2 separate regions of the Mus musculus genome follow, and region 2 is linked to region 1. A link is a contact called in public HiChIP or PLAC-seq data. All regions are on one chromosome and are shown on one strand. The core of a region is the stretch at or near the end of the contact, and the rest is flanking DNA. Distances in the headings are between cores, read along the strand shown.

The links. HiChIP or PLAC-seq counts read pairs in DNA pulled down with a chosen protein or histone mark.
Region 2: a contact with region 1 is called in an H3K27ac HiChIP or PLAC-seq map of large pre-B cells, with 4 times the contacts expected there. The contact joins two enhancer-like sites. A contact is called at or near these places in 1 of 484 Hi-C or Micro-C datasets (the N1E-115 cell line), 1 of 115 datasets of contacts at active chromatin or transcription factors (large pre-B cells) and 1 of 9 other capture datasets (embryonic stem cells).

Annotation. Positions count from the first base shown.
Region 1 is chr17:4,275,457-4,278,156 of GRCm38.p6, forward strand. No RefSeq gene overlaps it. Among named protein-coding and RNA genes, the nearest start is that of Gm41516, 84 kb to the left of the region's middle. Within about 2 kb of position 1,390, at least 18 of the 459 cell types and tissues checked have an H3K27ac peak or open chromatin away from gene starts, as enhancers often do.
Region 2 is chr17:4,600,158-4,602,857 of GRCm38.p6, forward strand. No RefSeq gene overlaps it. Among named protein-coding and RNA genes, the nearest start is that of Gm34259, 11 kb to the right of the region's middle. Within about 2 kb of position 1,349, at least 4 of the 459 cell types and tissues checked have an H3K27ac peak or open chromatin away from gene starts, as enhancers often do.

The DNA of each region.
Region 1 (2,700 bases), core at 140-2,639:
CCCTACCCTCCCCCACCCACTCACAATTTGTTACTATTAAATTACAAATATATAGATCTATGTTGTAAAATAAAAATCAGTAATGAACTTAGAAATGTATGGCTAATTTTGACAAAAATGATTCAGTGAATGATATAATTCAATAGCATAGGGATAATTTTCTTCAACAAATTTTGTCAGGAAAATTAGATGACCAAGAGTGAACCAGCCTCCAAAAAAGCCTTGGTGATTTTTGTTTGTTTGTTTGTTTGTTTGTTGTTTTTGAAGTCCTAATGTAGATTCATCTCACTTACTAGGACCTGATTTATACAAGCATCAGAATATGGTGGACAGGAGGTAGGGAATGTTCAGGAAGGAGTGATCCTCAGAGTATATTAGATCATTTTTATTCCCATGCTCAACATATTTGAGTAACTTCTTATCTTACTCAATGAAACTCAGTGTCTGCCTTGGCTTGACAAAAATGTTTTATGACTAGCTCTCTGACCTCATTTCCCATCGCTGCCTCCCTTACTCTATTGACACATGGATTTCACTCCTCAAAATCTTCCTTGACCTTGATAACTCAGACTTATCATCTAACAGGTATATGGTCCCAAAATTCTGTTTCCCTAAAATGATATTACATATTTCCCAAAAGAAAATACACATATAATTTAGACAACACATTGTATCATCTGATCCTTGGTTTCACTCAGTCAAGTGATATATTTGTTATTGGTTATATTGGGAACATGATAATGTCTACCATGGGGCTGAGGAGATGTCTCAGTTGATAAGATACTTTCTCTGTAAGCACTGAGGATGGAGCTTTCAAACTCCTTATCCATGCAAAACCTGGATGGATACAGTAGCCCACATACATTTCCAATCCTCAGGACAAGCTGCTTAGATGTACTTGACAGATTGATGTGATCCAGGTATAGCAAGAGGCCCAGACACATTATAGAAGGTGAACCATGATGCAGGAAGATACTGACATCACCTTCTGGCCTCTACCACATATGTGAACACACATAAACATATACATGTATTTCACACACATGTATATGCAAACATGCCTAGCAGAAGTGATAGAATGCAAGCATGTTGGGAATTAAGACAGAGGGTAGTGAGGCCTTTGGGTCAACTTATTTCTTTGCTCTGTTGTCTTTCCTCACTACTTGGCATATATTATTGAGCAGGAAGCACTTAATGCTAGCTCATAAGTACCACCCTCCCATGTCAGCATGGAGAGTCTGTATGCTGACAGAGTCTTTCTTCTCAGTGTTCTTAATCTCGGTTTCATAAAGTTATTTTTTTATCCCCACAAATCATTACTGCATAATGTGTTTCCCCAACTCTCAAATCATGCACTTCCCCATTAGCTCAAAAGGCTGTATGCTAAAGACAAAAACCATACCTCCATGTTCCTACATATAGAATTTTTGTGGTTTAAGAGCCTCAGTGAGGAGATGTCTGAAAATAACCTCTCAGCAGGAACAAGACTGGTACTGGGCCACATCCTCTGAGAGGCCCCAGGGCTGGATTTCCTTCCCAATTTCTGACTCTCCCCTTCAAAGAAACCCCGTACTTAAGAATCTTGACTTTCACATCAGTTGCAGAAATCTCCGACAGACACACGGAAAGAAACCATCTTTCTGGCTATGATGTACTGTGATGTTTACCATCTTGAAAGAGTCCCTTCTTAGTCAGCTGCACAGTAAGTCACCCACTGCTTCACCCAAATCACATCCCCTAAGAGAAGACTCCTGGGGATGCAGCTGGCGTTCTGTCACTCCCAGGTGACAAGCTGGCACAGGACGATTTATCTCCTCCATCCATCGGTACGAAAAGCTGGTGCTGAGGTTTTCAACAGGACAAACAAACAAACCGACAAAAACCAGGGAGGAAGTTGCAGGTCTGGCTTGTGAATTCATCAAGCACTGACTTCATGAAATGTTAATGAACAGATTCATGCAGGGACTGGGTGGAACTCATCAGGCAAACCAAAATGCATGCATTTAAGGCAACAAGAAGGAGAGAGAGAGAGAGAGAGAGAGAGAGAATAGAGAGAGAGAGAGAGAGAGAGAGAGAGGTGTTAAATCTATATGGTCTAAATGACAGGCAAAATAAATAGTATCATTTTGTCTCCATGCCTGTTTGTAGACAGAGAGATGCAAGGAGACAGAGACGACAGAGGGACATCACTCAGAGACAGTGTTGTGACATTGTACTACAAATCTTTCTGCAAGGTGAATGTCCTCTTTTCATAAAATGCCCTGACAGTGATTAACTTTAAAGGGGCAGAGTTATTCAGCTTACAGTCCTAGCTTAAAATCCTCCACTATGGGAAAGCCAGGGTGCAAACTTGAAGCGGCTGGTTACGGTCCACAGGGAAGAGCAGAAAGAAATGGTTATGTACAGACTTAGACTTTACCCAACTGTGTCTACTCATGCCATCCAGGAGCTATCACCAGGGGATGGTGCTGCCCACTCTCGGCCTTGTCTTCCCACAGCAATTCATACAATCAAAACAACCCCTTCAGATAGGCTTGCCAACCAGCCTTACCTAAACAATTCAACTTTGAGACTCTCCTCCCAGGTGATCCCAGTCTGTGTCAAGTTGACAATTAAAACTGACCATCATGGAAGCCAAAAGCTGTCCTTGGATTTGCTTAAACAAAGGCAAGAGATGCTTGCTCCAGGCTTAAGGTGGGA
Region 2 (2,700 bases), core at 99-2,598, 320 kb after region 1:
TGCTGAAATTCTAGGTGTGGTCACTTATTTTGTCTAAAGCACCAAAATAAGAAAACAAAAACAAAGAAAACCAAACCCATGTGTACCTAAATCATGTTAGTGCACCATTCTGGAAACAGAAGCTTTTGATCTGTTCCTAGGTGGCACGGGAGTCTTTCTCGGACATTCCACCCAGGTAGTTGGCCAAGGCAGTAGCTTAGTATGTTAAGAGGATCCATAAAGAAAGTTCTAGAATGGGTGAGACAGCACAGTGCATACAGAGGTGTATGCTCACAGTCACTCACTTCCGGAGGCATCAGGCTCATTTCCTCTGAGAGTCAACCATTGTCAATGGCCAAAAGTACAATGTGTCTATTGATAGCTTTGCTGCACCCAACAAAGTACAATGAAGAAATAAATTCAAGTGGCTCAGCTACTAACCAGCTTGATAGCCTGTAGACTGAATATCTTATGGATTATATGGATATATAACCTGTTAATTAAAAAAAAACATGGCCTGGGCTGGAGAGATGGCTCAGCAGTTAAGAGTACTGCCTGTTCTTCCGAAGTCCTGAGTTCAAATCCCAGCAACCACATGGTGACTCACAACCATCCATAATGAGACCTGACACTTATGTGTCTGAAGACAACTAGAGTGTACTTACATATAATGAATAAATCTTTGCTCTGGAGCGAGCAGAGGTCCTTTGTTCAATTCCCAGCAACCACATGATATCTCACAACCATCTGTACAGCTATAGTGTACTTATATACATAAAATAAATAAATAAATCTTTTTTTAAAACCCTATGGCCTATAGGAAAGGGTAGAGTAGAAGGTGTGACAATTCTGTAGGCAGAAAGAATTCTGGAATAGTGCCAGGTGTGGGGGATTTGCTTGGGAAGATGGGAACTCGGCAGACGCATGGTTCCTGAGCAGAAGTTACCGGCCACGTGGTAAAATGTGGATCAGACTAAATGGGTTATATTAAGTGCTGATCTAGTCAGAGAAGAGCCTAGCTATATGGCCAAGGTATTTGTAAATATATCTTGAGTCTAAATCTTATTTCTGGGAAGCATGAAGCTGGGTGGAAGGACCAGACCTCAATTCTACAGCAGCCTCGTCCCTCCAGCCTACAGAGTAGTGCAAACATGATGGTGTCAAACACACTCAAAGGTCTAGCCACACTTTCTGACACAGTGGCCTGATTTCCAGGGCTGGCTGTCCCTCTTCACAGATGCATGACCTTGGGCAAAGGATCTGCCTTCCTGCCTATCTCCTCAAGCATGAAAAGAGAAGCATCCATCAGACAACCTCCACAGAGCACTGAGCGTGGTGCCTGGCACATGGCCCAGCACCTGGTCAATAACGGTGACTGTTACTTCAGTTATTAAGTGCTGGGAGTTGGCTGGCTGTCCTATGTTGAGCCTGAGTCCTCATCTGTGACATGAAGAAGATCATATCAACTTCATAGGAACAAGATGGAGGAAAGGGACTGTAAGAAAATGCTCGAAAAGGTGGCAGTGGGGACAGTGATGGTTATGAAGTTGAGGGGGTAAGGAAGGGTCAGAATGCTATGGGGCTCAAGCCACACAATGTGTGTCAGCCCTGCCACCTGCTCTCAGAGAAGGCAGATTCTTCGCACACGCTCAACCTCATCTGTCCTCAGAGGGACAGTAGTGCTCATTTCACCAGGCTATACCTCTTGGGTCACAATGACAAAGACCAAGTGACCAAGCTGTGTGTGTGTGTGTGATGTGTGTGTGTGTGTGTGTGTAAGTGTGGGTGAAAGTGTGAGTGTGTGTATATGTATGTATATATATTTGAGTGTGTATGTGTGTATATGTGTGTGTGAAAATATGTGTGAGTGTATGTATATGTGAGTATATTTGTGTGTATAAGTGTATGTATGTGTGAGTATGTGTGTGAAAGTGTGTATGTATGTTTGTGTGAGTATGTGTGTATATGTGTGAATGTGTGAGTGTGTGTATGTGTGTGTGAATATGTGTATATGTATGTGTGTACAAGTGAGTTGTACACATGAGCATGTGTGTGTGTGTATGTGTGTATATGTGTGAATGTGTGAGTGTGTGTATAAGTGTGTGTGGGTATGTGTTGTACAAGTGTGTATTAGAAGTGTATGTGTATGTTTGTGTGTTTATGTGTGTGAGTATGTGTGTATGTGTGTATGAGTGTGTGTATAATAAGTGTGTGTGTTTGTGTGAGTATATGTGAATGTTTGAGTGTGTGTATGTGAGTGAAAATGTGTGTATGTGCATGTATGTGAGTGTGTGTGTGTACATGAGTATGTGTGCATGAGTATGTGTGTGAGTATGTGTGTATGTGTGTATGAGTGTGTGTATAATAAGTGTGTGTGTTTGTGTGAGTATATGTGAATGTTTGAGTGTGTGTATGTGAGTGAAAATGTGTGTATGTGCATGTATGTGAGTGTGTGTGTGTGCACATGAGTATGTGTGTATGAGTATGTGTGTGCACATGAGTATGTGTGTGTATGAGTGTGTGTGTGCACATGCAGGTGTGTAGATGCATTTGCACATGGATGTGTGCATGTGGAAGGCAGTGATCAATGCCAAGTGTCCTTCTCTGGTACTCTTCGCCTTATTTTCTTGAGACACTCACTGAGTCTGGAGCTCTTCCACTTGCCTAGACTGGCCGACCTCTGTGAACAGGTGTGGAGGGCTTCACCTAGCTTTTACAAGT